4 separate regions of the Gossypium hirsutum genome follow, and regions 1, 2 and 4 are each linked to region 3. Evidence: chromatin contacts called from public Hi-C data. All regions are on one chromosome and are shown on one strand. The core of a region is the stretch at or near the end of the contact, and the rest is flanking DNA. Distances in the headings are between cores, read along the strand shown. Region 1 holds the start of LOC107903703. Region 2 has its middle 28 kb from the start of LOC107903703. Region 3 holds the start of LOC107939214. Region 4 holds the start of LOC107903705 (WAT1-related protein At3g28050).

The links. Hi-C and Micro-C count contacts between places; a contact is called where the count stands out from the background.
Region 1: a Hi-C map of leaf shows a contact between it and region 3, with 3 times the contacts expected there. The contact joins the promoter of LOC107903703 here to the promoter of LOC107939214 in region 3. A contact is called at or near these places in 5 of 34 Hi-C or Micro-C datasets (callus, hypocotyl and leaf).
Region 2: a contact with region 3 is called in a Hi-C map of leaf, with 1.8 times the contacts expected there. The contact joins the enhancer-like site here to the promoter of LOC107939214 in region 3. A contact is called at or near these places in 2 of 34 Hi-C or Micro-C datasets (both in leaf).
Region 4: a contact with region 3 is called in a Hi-C map of leaf, with 2.0 times the contacts expected there. The contact joins the promoter of LOC107903705 here to the promoter of LOC107939214 in region 3. A contact is called at or near these places in 15 of 34 Hi-C or Micro-C datasets (callus, hypocotyl, leaf and 2 more).

What each region holds. Positions count from the first base shown.
Region 1 is chrD05:47,399,376-47,403,588 of Gossypium_hirsutum_v2.1, reverse strand. LOC107903703 reads right to left here and starts at 2,775. Exons shown (of 3, transcript XM_016829844.2): 1 at 1,978-2,775; 2 at 1,768-1,895; 3 at 1,100-1,496. The coding sequence starts at 2,251. The coding sequence ends at 1,386. LOC107903702 (protein PLASTID REDOX INSENSITIVE 2, chloroplastic) reads left to right here. Exons shown (of 3, transcript XM_016829842.2): 3 at 606-986. The coding sequence ends at 800.
Region 2 is chrD05:47,370,141-47,374,590 of Gossypium_hirsutum_v2.1, reverse strand. It overlaps the pseudogene LOC107902296. Among protein-coding and RNA genes, the nearest start is that of LOC107903703, 28 kb to the left of the region's middle. Within about 2 kb of position 1,285, at least 3 of the 9 cell types and tissues checked have an H3K27ac peak or open chromatin away from gene starts, as enhancers often do. A contact at or near this core is called in leaf, where this site is marked.
Region 3 is chrD05:47,046,211-47,050,121 of Gossypium_hirsutum_v2.1, reverse strand. LOC107939214 reads right to left here and starts at 1,415. Exons shown (of 7, transcript XM_016872507.2): 1 at 987-1,415; 2 at 798-878; 3 at 507-683. The coding sequence starts at 1,074.
Region 4 is chrD05:47,302,793-47,307,305 of Gossypium_hirsutum_v2.1, reverse strand. It overlaps LOC107903705 (WAT1-related protein At3g28050), which reads right to left and starts at 2,581. Exons shown (of 9, transcript XM_016829849.2): 1 at 2,490-2,581; 2 at 2,146-2,384; 3 at 1,988-2,050; 4 at 1,776-1,889; 5 at 561-792; 6 at 299-457; 7 at 37-188. The coding sequence starts at 2,327.

The DNA.
Region 1 (4,213 bases), core at 1,526-4,025, 350 kb before region 3:
AAACACAAACATCAATATTATCATTCACAGTAGCTGATTTCATCTGGCTTCCTTGTCATCACATCCAAATGGGTTTATACCGTTCTATTGTACACGATGTGATCAATGGTGATAGGTGATCATGTTCAGTCACTAAGCCTCGCCTGTTAATCCCTGTAATCAGAGAATCATATAACAGTTTGAGAATAGTGGTTCACAGCCCTTTATTCAAATCTTCCAATCCAGACAACATAATTTTAATTGCCTACTTTTGGTTGTTTATAGCTTTTATCAGCAATGATTTCTTCTAAATCAAACATTTTTGTCTCTTTAAGAGGCCTGCTTTTTGATTGAGCTGGAAATTGTTCAATAATTGACCCCAAATGAAATATCTGGCACGAAAATAACAAATCACTCCTTCCCTGACAGCTAGTCATGTTCTTCCTTATGTGAATGTTTGGCCCAATGCAGGGATTTCTCTGAATTTGGCTTCTACATACATGTGATATAGTTAGTGTTGAAGATTACTTCTACCTGTATAAGCCTTACCTACAGAAGAATACAAGTCTTGATATTGAACTTAAAATTTTTGCGAAGCTTACTGTTTTTTCTATTGTTGAAAACAGATATTTAATGATTTCTTGCACAATGAGTATGGAGGACCTGGAACACTGTTGGTGGAGCCTTTCACAGATATGTTTGTAGCTTTGAAGGAGAAGAAATTACCTGGAGCACCTGTTGCTGCTCGGGCATCCTTGTTATGGGCCCAAAACCACCTTGATCATGATTGGGAGGTTTGGAACTCAAACTCTCCCAAATGATTTCCTCCACATGTTTCATAACATATTTTTCCATTATCATCACATTCATAACATTATTTTCCATTATCATCAGTTGTAACTATGTTACTTGGAGTCAAATATTCACTCAAACTCAGATATGAGTGTTAGATATAGATGTGTATCAGACACGGATATGATTAAACTTTTCTAAAGTTTTTTATACAATTGGAGGATCTTGAAAGTCATATTCTCGTATCCATAAAATAAAGAGTTTGATCAACATAGCATTGTGTTGTACTTTTTGAAAGTGATCAAGTTTGGGATTTGTATGAAAGTAGTGAGTGAAAGACTGAAAGTCCTAATTTCATATAAGAATATTACTTGTAATACAATTTAGGATCCAATGTTCCTCTGAACTGAGAATCTTTACATATGTTTATTTTTCTTGAAACAGATTTCAAGTTGGGAGCTTTGATTGCAAGTTGAAATCTTTGGTTATCACCTTCATTCGATTGGTGAATTTCCATTTTCCCTAATTTGGGGTTTCATTGAACAAAAGAGGCAGTTCATTGCCATTCCTAAAACCAATCTGCACTTAAGAAAAGAAACTTGAAAACAAAACTATTAGCCTACAGCCTCAGAGATGCTCTGTAATGATGGCCGCCATGATTTTGACCTCATTGAAGCAGCGTTCACAGATGATGTCCGTGAGATTTGTCTTTCATTCTTTAGTTCCTGGAAAGTTTAGAACATAAGCGCCTAAGTTTTTAGGATTGAATGAGAAAGAAAGATTCAAATGAAACATGAAAAGTTTTCCAAACTGGTTAAGTTTATATCTAATCTTAATGCAGATGGAAACTTTAACAATCAATTTATGATATCCTTCCAATATGATTATCATACTTTGCTTATAGTTCCCCATGGCGAGTAACTGGTGTTTGAGGACCCATATTCACAGATTGCTTAGTTGGGAAGAACATATATGAAAGATAAGTGAGAGCCATACTTGGTTGGTGATGTGTGCGTCAGACTTTCCTCCTGAAGTTAGGTTGTCTTGTCCATGGTGCTGCAATTTTTTCATGGATTCCCTTTTGGTTTTTGCATATTTCTTGGCTCTCATGAACTTCATGACCTCTGCAGGGACAGGAAACAAGAGAAAGTTGAGAAATCAATATAAAAGAAAGACAACCTTGCAAATAAAGAAAGTGAAGAAGACCTTGAGAAGTGATAAGGCGATAAGCGTGGCCGAGGGTAAGAGTATCGGTGGGGCGGAGGAGCTTAACACGGGTGAAACGCACTGTATCTCGATCTTGATGATGGTTGGCTTCCTCCTCTTGGGAAACAGGCAAGGGAATGATGAGAGAAACGTAATGACCGGGATTCATTTTCATAACTTCACTAACGGGAATGGGCCAATATAACCTCTCAAGCCTCCCGGAGGGATGCTGAATGACCAAGGCCGCCGCATCGATGGCTTGGCAATTCCCCATGAATTCTGAAAAAGGAAGAAGAAGATAAGGAAAGGAAGGGAAGAGGAGGTTAAGTAAGCAGCAGTCTCTTTCTAATACGACCCTACACAAAGAGGCTCACTCAACTCAACCAAGCACAAGCAGGCCTTTCCTCATTTCCCAACTAACTTATTATATACCCTTGCCTTGCCTCTCACTATTCACATCCAAAACGGCAACACAAAATTTACAACCAGGATTTTATAATTATTTTATGGAAAGCCGGCATGAGCTACACGTGGAGAAATGTGAGGAGTTGGGGTCAAAGTGTTAAAAGTCATAATTATAATTTGTGTTACAGTAATTATAATACAAGTGAGCATGCGTGTGAGTGAGAGGGAGTTCCTTTGGCTGGACAATGATTTGACAACCCACCGCCTTATCCGCCATATTATACTTTTTTATGCTCCTCCGCCTCAGGAATTACCCTGCCTTTGTATTTCCTTTTTCTTTTAATTTAGGAATGGTAAATTTTAATATGCATTTTAAAATATAAATATCTATTACAAAATTAAATTTTTCTATTTAAAATAAATTATATTATTCGAGAGTATTTTAATTTTTTTTATTTTTAAAAATAATAAAAACATGCATAGGGTAGGTTTTGAGCTCATACTAATTAGATCACTCAACTAAAGTTTTATTTTAATATGTTTTATTCATTTTTATGTTAATATGCATAATTTGTTATCTCTATCAACTTTATACAACATCATGATAACAAAATTGTAGTGTATTTAATATTGTTAATATGATGTATTTGTGTTTAAATTTCGTATTACTTACAATTTATTCTAATTTATTTATTTTAATATCGTACATATTTCATGCGTTATTATGATTAATTAGTTTCAAATCATACGTTTCATTATATATTGTATGCGAAACACTCTAGTAATGGTAGATATGGAGAAACTCATGGAGGTCAGCTAATTCAATGGGGCTCATTTGACCCGATTGAATTGGCTTAACTCATTGGTATATATGGAGAAACCCATCTACTTTAAGCATTGGTGACCAATGAAACACTCTAGTAAAACTAGAGTTACTATTGTAAATCATAAGGAATAAAGATGTATAGAGTTTAAATCCCTTAATACTCTCATCTTGTAGATGGGCTCTAATCTCGATCGTTGATGTAACTCAATTGTACCATTAGATTTGAGAGAGTTCAACTATAAATAAAGATCTTCCCCTTCATTTGTACTCACTCAGTTGTAAACCTTCAAAGTAATAGAATATTTTTTAGAGAATTTAGTCAAACAGTTGGTGTACGTTATTTTTCTTGTGACTTTTTTGTTCGTTCATGGCTTATTTCTCTTTCGAGTTTGCTTGCACTTTGCTTCAGTACCTTAAAAGATTTCTGCGAGAATTCTCATTTTTCAATAGTAGGAAATTATTTAAGGTCACGCGGTTTGCTAGACTAAAGTTCTAACTCGTTGACACATACATGTGTAATAGACTTTTTTAGTATTTATTATCCATTTTAAATTTAAATTTAAATTAAATCTATTTTAAATAACATTTTTTGAAAAATAATTAAATTTATTAAAAATGAATTTATTAAATAAAAAAGTATTTCAAAAATAATTTTTTAAATAAAACAAATTATGATATCGTTTTGTTATTCATAAAATATAAAGTTGCATTCAGATAATGAATACTCAAAGGATAGTTCCTATCCACTTTGAATCTACTCTGAGAAGTAATTAAATATTATTTAACTTTGAATATTATTGAATTTTGCATTATTTGAATCCATAAAAAGCAATCAAATATTAAAAAAATTCAAAATTAGGAATTTCTGTTAATATTAATATAATTATTTTTAATTAATATTAATATAAATATTACTATAAAATTATAAAATTAGAAAAATAACATATATAGATATATATTGACGTGGTTAGATATAATTGGTCAATATTTTTTTACAGTGTTAAG
Region 2 (4,450 bases), core at 36-2,535, 320 kb before region 3:
TAGGAAATAAACTCGATTTTCTTGTACATATTGATCTAAGAATTTTAGCTGCAAAGTATACGTTCTAAAAAATGTAAGCAAGTGTCGTTTTCAACTAAAAAGTAAAGTTAGATATGTTTTCTTTTAAACCGAGGTTTTTAAATGATAAAACTTTACGACTCTTTCCGAAATTTACAAGAACTGGATTTTCGGTTGTTATATGTAACATCTCCAGATTTGGTCATAATGTCTAGACCGGGTTTGGGGTGTTACATTTAGAATTAATGCTAAAATGACAAAATATATAAACATTGAAAGATAAATTTGTTATTATACCAATACCAATCAAAATTATGTACAATTGATAGAAGACATTAACAATGTAATTAGTTATCCTTAGTTGTTGACTTTCGAAATTAAATTAATCTAAAATTTTAAAAAAGAAATTAATTAAATTGGAGAAACCAACTTCCCATCCATCTACCGATAAATCAAAGTGAGATTTGTTATAACATGAAATTATCTTGTCGTGAAAAGTTTGTATTTTGTTAATGCAAAAGTTTTAAAGCTAAATTTAGGTCTTTTAAAGTTGGTACAACAAGTTCTAAAGAGTGTTGGAGCAAGTTTAATGCTTTAACAGAACAATATTACAAACAATTTAGAAAATGGTTTGTCGGAAAATCTAGAAAAGTCTAGCCCTAATAATTAGCAAAACATTTAATTTTTTTTATCTTTAATAAGTTGGATTTTACCAACACTCTTAATTTGTCAAATTGAAGTTATCTCATCGTAGGAGACAAACTGATAATTTTACCAAATGAATAGAAAGTTTTTGAAATTATTACTTATTGATTTCAACAAAAAGTCCAAACATTTTAGGTAGAAAAGCAATTATTTTATTTTCATTTTTGATCATTTTAATCACCATATCATTTGACTTTTGAAATTTTAGTTCAATAATATTTGAATCTATTAATTAAAACGATGAGTTTTTTTTAGTATTATATAGAAAAATCATAATAACATAATATTACACATATAATAATATAAAATTTAAAAATAATAGAATTTTAATTAACATATTAAATAATTATCATTTGAGTTCAAGCTTAAATTTTCAAAATTAAAATATAAAACTTACGAATAATATAATATTAATAGCAGAAATATGAATATTCTTATTAATTATTACGAATAGTAGCATGGAATTCATACATGGAAAGCTGAGCAGGTAGGGGCATGGGCAGTTCCGGGAATTGTGGGGGCACCAATGGTCCTCTCGCCCACTTGTATGATTAAGTAATTTATTAATTGCTTGTCCGATAAAGACTGCTCCTTCGTGATGCCCTAACCCTCCGCAGGACCACATTCTCCTCTCGCTCTTACAATTTCAACTCTTTTTCAAGTTTTGATTGCAATTGCTATGTTTTTGGATAAAAACTATTAAAGTAAAAGGATTGGGATTAAGCGCAAATATATATAGTTGACTTCAAATATGAGATGCGCTCTTATATCCAAGTTTGTGTTCATATGTTTTTAATTTTATAATATATTTTTTAATGTTATGTGTTCCTTTGTTTAAGTGAGCAAAAGTTACAATCCGGTAAAATGAAGTATTGTGAAGAGAAAGATCGGAACATATCATGGAAAATAAGTGTGATGGAATGGTCAGAGTTGTAGTGGTTGTCGTGATCTTTGAATGAAAGTTCAAAGTAAATTTTGAGTATTTAGATTTGTCAAAAGATCAAAAATCCCTAAATGAAACATTAGATCCGTTATTTAGTTTTTTCAAGATAGTTATCAAAAGAACAGTTGTGAAACAAGTTGCATATTCTGTAGATATGAAAAAGATGCCTGTTAACTCACAAGAGTATGCTATGAATGATGAGTAATCAAGGTGAAGGAAATCACGTTCATGTTACTAATAGTGAGTACTAAGAGAACAATTATGAAGACAGTGGATATAATGATAGTTTCGTGAAAATTACACTTTTGTAACTCATTTTGGTAAAAAAAGTGCTACTTGCAAACTTAACTACAAGTGCTTTAACAATTTACTCAATGTGGAGGGAGAGGAAGTAGTTATATACCCGAGAAAAGTTAAGAACTAAACTTCTTAATAGTCTCTGTGTTTGAGCTTCCAAGTCATGCTCTTCAAGGCATCCCAATAGTGGAGTAAATAGTACAATCTTACCAAGGAGTGATTCTGCAAGGAACGATATTTTCTAACACTACTATTAACAGAAGCGTTAATAACAAAAAATGATATCTATTATGTAATTAATATGGTATTGATATTAAATATTTAATATTTATAATCTAAATATTAAAAATATGTTACTAAACATTAAATAATAAACATTTTTTAAAATAGAAAAAATAAAGTACTTATAGACCTAAATGAGCTGGACTTCATTTATAATTTCAAAGCTTATTTAAAATATAAGTTGAGCTTTTAGTTATTTTTCAATTTGATAATGTATTATGTAATTAATATCATATTAAAGTTTAACATGGAACATTATAATCTAATCATAAAAAAAGTATATCATAAAAATAAATAAAAAACACAAAAATATTATAAAAAATTGAATGTGTTTTGGTTAATAATTTACATTGATTTGAGCAAAATATATTTTAAGTTGATAAGCTAAAGCATGTATAACATTGACCCACTTTTCACCTCTATTGTAAATGATGATAACTTGCTAAAATGAATTAATCATCCCATATCTGCTATATCTTTGAGCTTTATTGTTCTTATCAGATTATGGCTATGCAAATTTTGTGGCTGAGAAGATGAACATCAAATGTTGAACACCAAGTCCACAAAACACTTAAGTCCTGGATGTTGGAGTTGGTCCATTGGGCTAAACCATTCAGCAAAAAATAATTCATGGCCCAACATGCAAATGCCGAAATAGACATATGTGATAAACTAATCCAAAGCATCAAAAATAATTTATACAAAATGTTTTTGTGTTTGTTTTATGGAAAATGACTTATAGACTTATGCTTTTGAAAAGTAAAATTATTTTCTAAAAGGAACTCATTTATAAATAATTTTATTTTTATATAAAAATTAACTTGAATCAAGTATAATATTATTATATTAATAATAAATTTTAATTTTTAAAAAAATTTAGACATATTAAAGTATTAATATCAAATATTATAATGTTGAATATTATTAAACACACATTTTAAATTATTTATATTTAACAATATAATAAATTATTAATTTAATGTATTATTTTAATAAATTATGTAATATTACAATTTTATTTAATAATCAATTTTAGCAATAATAATCTTAAATTTTAAATAATATTCTTAATATATTATCAAGCATATTTATAAAAAAAAATTTAATAATAAATATATTAGATTTTATAATTATTTTATAATAATTTTTTATAGTATAAAATATGAAAATTTTAATTATAAAAATATAAATATTTTTTTAAATCATGCTTAGCTTCATTTATTTCTCCCAGTTCTAATGTGTCAATATACACTTTCATAAATGTAATATATGTAATTTAAATTAAGTTTTAATTATGCATTGTTTATTATAAAGTTTATATATTATATTAATTATAATAAAATATTATCTTATTATGAACAAAATTCTTCTGCCCCTTTTTGGTGTCCACTTTGGTGCCCATTCAATAAGTTTTTAACATGTGCATTCTTTTATTTTAAGTGAGCTTTCTTGTTATTCTATTTCCGTTTAGTGTCCATTTACAGCTAAAAGAAAAAAAATAAAAGTTTGAAGAGAGAGTTTATTGAATTCTTCTGTACACCAAAAAATTCCTCTTCCCAGAAACTTATCACAGTATTTTGTTTTCTTTAGAGGTTTAAACTTTATTTCACAAATTCTTTTATGGGTTTCATTGATTTAATTAATTATCCAAATATCAATAAATCATCCTTTTCCTATCCCATTTCGGATTCAAGCTTTGCACTTTGCCAAGGATATGGGTCTTTAAAAAATTGAGATAGAAGGAGACTCATTGTAATTAGTTCAAGTCAAAGGGACTAAAACTAAAATTAAGGAACCTAGAAAATCAATAAAATGAACAAAAACACATTAAATGAAGAATTAACAATAGATCATAGATTTGTTGAACCAATTCGAGGCAATGTTAGAATTGTTAGGATCTAGTGTCCTTAGTGTAATGATTACGTCTATATATTTGTAATTTTTAGAACAATTTGGTTTAATAAAATACATCATTATTAATAATATCTTTTGTATATTGTCCTCAACAGTTTTTGCACGCAAAACAAAATGAAAACAAATATTGGCTCACTAATTATCTAAATTTTTAACTAATATTAAGCGACATTACGTGGCTAGATCGTAGTGTGAAAAGACAACTTATATTAGTAGACAACCTAAACATATCCTTAGTCTAATATGAGTTGAGAAAATCAATTAAGAGACTAATATGTCATTTATTAAGTC
Region 3 (3,911 bases), core at 166-2,665:
GAAAGATCTATTTGTTTCCAATTTATTTGAAGAAAAACATAACAATATTTTATAAAATATTGGTAGAACATCTGCACCATTCATCTAAGTTCTAACTTACAAATATTTCTATAACCGGCATCTTTCAAATATATGAAATGGAAATGCATTTGAAGTACATTAAAATGCTTGACAGATGAAACAACTTGCTCTAACTCTAACAAGACCATCAAAATAAAAAATTGCACTCAGCACTTGGACAATGGAGAATGTATGCCAACTCAGCTAAACGTGCACTGTCCTTTATGAGGCAGGTTCAGCAACAGGACTCACTGCCAACAGATGCAAATACCTCAACTTTTTCCATTAATAACAAGCCTTGAAACATTCAGTAAGAAAAGATCACACTAAAAAAACAAAGCATTACCCAAACAAGGCAAACAATTTGAATTACTAATGCAAATGCAACAAAAATTAACAAAGCCAACCATTTGAATAATACTACGAGAAAGAAGAAACCCACTTACACAGAGATAAAGAACTAGACATCCGATAAAGGTTGCTATTAGCAGAGTCCAAAATTAGCAGCTCTCCACTGGGCAAAATCTCAATAGTGTGAGGTTCAACCCCAAGCTTACTTCCATCAAACACAGTCTCCACAGTGTATCCACCCTCAAACTTCATCATTGGACGGCCAGTAATTGCTATACATACATAAAATACCATGGAGACCACCACATCAGATGCTAACCTCAAAGCCAAAAAAAAAGAGGAAATGTGGGTTTTAATTCTAAATTCTAATAGTCGGAGATCTTAACCTGTTTTAGTGGTAGATTTGAGTGACCATAACCATTTCATAGAGGCAGACACGGCATTAGAGAAAACCCCACTTACGATCTCTGCAGGAACAAAGAATCAAATTCATTTTCCATTAAAGCAAGGATTTAGCTTAAATCTAGAAGCAGATCAAAATCAATGCGAGCTTTTTCATTTGTTTGGAAACTTACTTGCAGGTGAAGAAGTAGTAGGAGCTGAAGTGACACCTCCAAGAAGAAGCAAAAGAGCAATACCCAAGACCAACACATTTTTACCCATTGCCACTTCCACTAAAGCAAGAAAAAGAAAAAGAAAACCCAACAAAGAGCTCTTAGATATGAAAGGATATTCAAGCTTTACACATTGAGAAGAAATGCAAAACCCTATTCAGAATCTGGGACTTTTGCAGGAAAGTGAATGAACACTTTGAGCTAGAGTAAAACAGTGTGCTTTTCAATTTTTTTTCCTAGTTTTTTTAATAACAATAGGAAAAGATGGTTCTTTTTCTTGGTTTCTTTTGAGACACCGTGAAGAGTAGAGTGGTGAGTAGAAGAAGAGGAAAGGGAAAGAGACAAGAAAAAGGGAGGAAAAGCAATAAGAAAAATTAATAATAATAAAGCAAAAGAGGTAAAGGGCACTCGCTGTGACAGTGAAAGAGAGAGAAAATCAACATGATGTGGTTATACCTGGATCTTCGTGTATTACTACGGGATTAATGTATTTTCATGATTTATAATTATATTTAATATATGTTAAAATTTGATAGTATATCCTTTTAAAAATATATTTGATAGTATATAATTTTATATTATATCATGATTTATCATTTAAAGGAAATAAATTTATTAATAATGTATAGTTTACTTTACTTTATCCTGATCAGAAAACTTTAACTTTTAAAAAGGATATTAATCTCAAAAGGATTAATCATTGTAAATGGTAATATGAAAATAAAAAATACATTAATTCAAAAAAATAAAGAAGATTTAATACATAAAGTATATACTTTTATTATATCAAAAATTAATTTTTAATATATTATATGTTTTTACTCTTTTTTAAGAAATATTTTTACTTTTTTTATAAAAATATGCTTTTGTTGTAAATATATTGATAAGTGGATATCCATAATTCCCTTAAATATATCTTATTGTAACCCTCAAACAATAATTGTCTATGACCCTTAAATTAATTATTTTATAACCCCTAAATAATTTATAGAGTATCTTAATGTCAGTTCTTAATGTTGGTCCTTATTATTTTTTAACTTATGGTACTTGAAGCCCTATAAATAGAGGGTATGTACAAGCTTATTGTATCTTGAGCGTTACGGGCCTCTTGAATCTTCTATTTACCTACTTATTTATTTTTCTTTACTTTGATTTGTTCTTTGTATGAAATGTGGCTTTATTCTTGTTTTCTTTCTTTTTGATAGGAATTCTCTTGTTAAGACCCTATGAATCAATTAAAACTTCAGATTCATACCAGAACCACGATGATTCAATAAAACCTTCAAACTAAGTCCAAAGATTCTTTGAGTAAGAACCATTGGATCATCACTTATTCAATCAATAGAATAGATATAATAAAAAAAAATACAAAGAAAAGAAAATCTTTCTTTCTCTCTTAATCTTTATATTCTTCTTTTAGTTTTATAATACGTTGTCAGCATGATCTTACTCAGAAATAAAAATTCTTATGTGTTGAAGATTACACTTATCCTCCATGATTTTTCATTTGAAGCTTTAGACGCAAGATGCAAAATTTTGAATGGAGTTTTTATTTTATGTTTCATATTTAGATTATTATTATTTTAATTCTTAATTAATTATGATAATTTTGTTTAATTTTTTTAATTTTTATATTTTAAGCACGTGAAAGATTTGATCTCTATTTAGATCTTGATCAAATGCAATTTTGTGTCAACTTTTGTAATAGCCCGTTTTTAGTGAAATTAGAATAGTGGTTTCAGGACCATAAATCTGAGGTCAAAAAATTTATTTTAGTATTATTTTGTGATCTACAGCATGACATTATTATTTTATAAAAATTTCGTTAAGAAATTTTACCGTTTGTATGCTCAATTTGATGAAAAGGACTAAATCGCGTAAAGTGTAAAAGTTGTCTTCTATTAGCTAAAAGTGTTGTTAAACAGCTATAGAAATTTAAAGTGGAGGTCCTTATGTGGTAATTAGACCATTAATTGAGTTAGTGGATGTGTGTGGCTTGGCAATTATGAAAATTTTAAAGTTAGGTAAGGGTAATTTGGTAATTAGGTAAATAAAGGTTAAATTAATAAAAGAAAAAGTTATCATCTTCTCCCATTTTTCTTACCATAGCCGAAATTCACCATAGGAGAAGAGAATAAATTTTTTTAAGCTTTTCCTTTGCATGTAAGTGTTATCTTGTCCCGTTTTTGTTGATTTTTAGGTTTTTGGGATCGTTGTAGCTTAACCTAGCTTATTAGGGGACTAATTTGCAAAATGGTTTAAAGTATAGGGTTTTATCATGAGTAAATTCTAGATGTTTATGTTTTTGAAGTTTAATGGAAGAATGTGAATCTTTTTTGTTAATTAAACAACTTTTGTTAAGTGATTTTTAATGAAATTGCCAATTAGGGTTAAATTGAAAATTGAGTAAATTGTGTGGTAAATGTGTGAAATTGTGAAATTTATGGGCTGCTATGAGCATATATGTTATTTGGCTAGGCTTGGGTGGGGTGAAATTGCATGAAATTTTATTTTATGAGCCTAGGGACTAAATTGTAAAAAAGTCTAAAGATAGGGGTAAAATAGTAATTTTCCATAACATGATTTTTGGATTGAATTATATAGAATGAGGTTTAAATTAGTTAAATTTGATTATATAGATCAAGAAAAGCAACATTCGGAATTAAATCGGGGAAAAGACAAAGTAGTGGACTAAATGATTATTTTTCTTCGTATGAGTTTGAGGTAAGTTCGTGTAATTACATTGCGTATTTATATGCTTTAATTGAAATATATATATGTGGATTGTGTAATTACTATGTATAATTATCGAGTGCATAACCGGCGACATACGAAGAATACTAAGCCTCGTTTGAACCTTAGAAATTCGTAGGATACAAATGACAT
Region 4 (4,513 bases), core at 1,332-3,831, 260 kb before region 3:
TAAAATAACAATGATAGTGAGTGATGAATGCGTCACCTTCCAAGAAAGAATGTATCCCCTAAGAAGATAACACCAATGACTACTGAAACAACAATTCCCAAAGGCTTGAACATGGAAACAAAAACAGGACCTGTCCGATGCATACACCAGGTAGAAACCCCAAGTTGGAATGCAGAGCCAAACACAGCCTACAATTCCCACATTAAAGCTCTTGATTAACTAGGTGCAAATTAGGATAAGCATGCAGTTGAACTGCAAAATTGTGTAGTAACGAATATTTCGGACCCTGACCACTTACTGAGTATATAACAGCAACCAATCTCACATCAGGTTTAAAGCTCCAAGCACTAAGATCTCCTCCCATGATCAAACAGATTATTCCCGATTGAAGGGTGACAAAGAAGCAATAATAGAAGACAACAAAAAGCTCAGCTGGGAATTTCTTAAGAACTGATGCCTGAAAGTTAAGGAGCACAAATCATTTCCTTTCTCTTAAAAGTAAGAAATCACAATGAAACCTGATTCAACTTTCTACACAGATACAAAGAAGAGGATTGGACCTGTACAATAAGCCAGGCAGAAGCAAACACGCAATCAGCTGCAAGGAGAAATCCTCCAATGACCCAATTAGACTGCTGCCCCAGAAGTAGATGAGGTGAGCTTGAATGTGAGGGTGCCATCAAAAGTGAGGGGCCTTTATAGAAAGTAACAATGAATGCCCCAGCAATTGACACTATGGTTCCCAGTGATTTGGCTTGGCTAGTGCTACTTCTCAAATTCAGTGTTTCCATCCTGAAATCACCAAATTCATCAACTTAAATCTATCTACAACATATATTTTACACATCTACTGTTACATTAGTACAGAACTGCACTTCAATACTTTGTGCACCACAAGTATGAAAAATGCAAGTAGTCAATTAAGTTCATTCACAGCTCAAGCAATGACATATAATTAGAGACAAAAGAACAGAAAAATGATTGGATGGAAACAGGAAGCCCAATGACATCAATTGTAGAAGTATAGTATTCTTCTCAAACATCTTCCAATCTTTTTCAGAAAAAAAAAAAACCCTCCACAACAATCAACCTGGAACTTCCAGATATCTACACCGCGTTATCACATTATCACCCGGATTCAACTTATACAAATAAGAATGCAATATCAAACAATACTTAACGCAAGGTCTACATTGATCATATCAGTTGCTGGCTAAAAGGAATTCATATTAGTCCTTGCCAACAGGATCTCAAAATGAGAACGAAAAGCAGCGAAAACCATCATCAAGAGGAACCTGAGTTGTAAGAAGCCTATAAAGGAGATGAATTGATAACTATTTGTGCAAGGAGATCAAACAAATTTGTCACTTAAATAAGTTCCCAATTTCCCACTTCAGTAAGAGTAAGAGCAGGCAACCTCCTAGGGACTGCAATCTGTTTCCTCTAAGCAACCATATTTCTTAAATACAAAAACAATCCCAAGAGAATTTATGAGGTATAGAAACAAACAAAATGGCTGCAGACATATTACTTCAAACTCAGTTCCAACCATTGACCCTTTTACAAACTGGAATACCAGGATTGCCCGAAAGGGTATGCTCATTTTTTCTGTCAAACCTATGTATAAATATGTGTTGGATACAAGTGGTACTTCAGGGGAAGTAAAGAGTAAATAGATTAAATGGCCTTGCATCCCATCGTCCACATATACTTTATCCTTTAGTTATCAGATTGATCAGAGTATTACACACAACGATAGGAGAAGAGATAATAACCTGAAAGCAACAGCAAGGATGAAGGTGAGACCTGGGATGAGATTAAGCATGGCAGTTGCCAGAGTAGGCGAGCTATAATATATCCCAGCATACCCAGAAATCTGGGCAAAGCAACTGCATACCAAATACCATGTAAAATATGAATGAAAGCCCTCAAATCCATAGTTATGTAACTGAAAACCCACATCATAATTTCCATTAATCTTACATACCCAAGAAGGCCAAGCAAGAAAAACCAACAAAGAATAGAGAAAGTGAGTGGAGGACGGTGTGACCTGCAGGGAAAACGGAAAATCAAAGGAGATAGTGAAATGGGAATTATGGAGAGAGAGAGAGAGAGAGAGAGAGAGAGAGAGAGAACGAACGGTACCTGTGGAAGAGAAAAGAAGCAGGGAGGAGAATGAGAGAGGCAAGAGCATTGGAATAGAAAACAAAGACGAAGTTGGGCATCCCATGGGACATTGCTGCTTTGCCCATTATCATGAGTCCAACTTGAGCAACCTCTGCCATTACCATCCCTACAATAGGCAAACCAATCATCTCCTTCCTCATTCTTCAGACCCAATTTCAGTTCTTGCGATCAACTTCTGTGCCACCTCCTTCCTAGGACTGAATTTTAAGTAGTTGGATTGTGAAGCAAATAAGTGGACACTTTCATTTCAATTTTAGTTATTAATATCAATTTTAAAGTCCTTTTATATTTAAAATACATACGCAGCCATAGCTACCAACAAGGAGTTATAGACGACAAGCAACGAGTCCAAGTCGCGGCTGACATAGCTCCTTTCGTCATTGCCTCCTTACCCAATACCTAGATTCTTGTGTGAGCATAAATAATGATTTAAATATTATACTACAACACAAAAGATGTAGCATGTTGAGTACGTCAAATCATCGTTGAGGCCGTCGATTTTAGTTGTATAAAAAGTTGAAAACAGCTATCTTTTAAGCATTAAAAAATTTCATTAGTTGAAATATTTTTAGTTTTTATTTTTTCGATACGTAGGAACTTTAAGCTTAATTGGTATTTATAGTGGTGATTTCTCGTAAAAAATCACCAATTACATTTCCCACTATCACACAAGCAAAAGTATGAAAGTAGTGGGTTGCAAAACGTGGGGTCATTCCCACGAACCAAAAGACAATTCCAACATTCTCCCATGTATCATAATGCATGAATCATGACAATATTTTCTCTTAAAATTTGAGTAGTATCTTCCATGTATCACAATATATAATGTCTCAACGTTTTAGCCCAATTTCTTAATGAATAAACCCAATATTTATTCCAGGTCTAAACTTTAGTGACATTTTTCAAAATAATAAAATTAATGTGCACACAAAATATGAGAAATATCAAACTTAATAGAGTTTCTTTATAATCGTTCTTCTAACGAAAATTTACAATGTGGGAACAAGTCCCATAGTGACAACATGATCCTTAAATTTGTATGGTGGCATGCCTTTAGTCAAAAGATCACCTAACATTTGCTCAGTGTTAATGTGCTCAATGACCACTTTCTTTTCTTTAACATGTTCCCCTATGGCTAAATACTTAATGTCGATATGTTTACTTCGACTTCCACTTTTTTTTGTTTACAGCCATAAAGACAACAACTGAATTGTCACAATATATCATCAACGACCTAGGAATCAAATCCACAAGTCTAAACCTAGAAACGAAACTCTTTAACCATACTTTATGTGAGGTAGCCTCAAAACATGAAACGAACCCAACCTTCATAGTGGAAGTAGCAACTAAGGTCTGCTTGATACTCCTCTAAGATATAGCTCTGCCAGCAAATATAAATATGTAACCTGATGTTGATTTACGTGAATCAACACAACTGACAAAGTCTGAATCGGAGTAGCCAATCACCTCCAAATTGTCTGATCGTTTGTACGTAAGCATGTAGTCCTTTGTCCCTTTAAGATATCTCAAAACTTTCTTTGCAACTCTTCAGTGGTCAATACCTAGATTACTCTGATATCTTCCCAACATTCCAACTACAAATGCAATATCAAGTCTTGTACAGATTTGAGCATACATCAGGCTTCCAACAATAGAAGCATGTGGAATGTTTTTCATTTGCTTCATCTCAAATTCGTTTTTCAGGCACTTGTTCAAATTGAACTTATCACCCTTCACGATAGGAGCAGCACTCGGTAAATAATCTTTCATCCAAAATATTTCAAAAACTTTTGTTCATATAGGTTTCTTAAGATAAACCTAAGATACCACGATGTCTATCACGATGAATCTTAATGCCAATGACATAAGACGTATTACCCATATCTTTCATACCAAAATTTTTAAAAAGATATTGTTTCACCTCATGTAGCATACCTCTATCATTTGTTGCAAGTAAAATATCGCCCACATATAGAATAAGGAAACATATTTTACTCCTGCTAACCTTCTGGTATATGCATTGATCCACGATATTTTCAACAAAACCAAACGAAGAGGTAACTACATGAAATTTTAAATACCACTGTCGGGAGGCTTGTTTCAATCTATATATGAACTTCTTTACCTTGCATATCAACTGTTCACCATCACTGGAGGAGAATTCTTCAGGTTGTTTTATGTATGCCTCTTCCTTTGGGTCACCATTGAGAAAGACGATTTTCACATCCATTTGTTCCAACTCAAGGTCAAAATGAGCTATTACTACTAACACAATGCGCACTGAATCTTTCTTAGATATAGGACTAAAAGTCTAAGTATAATCGAT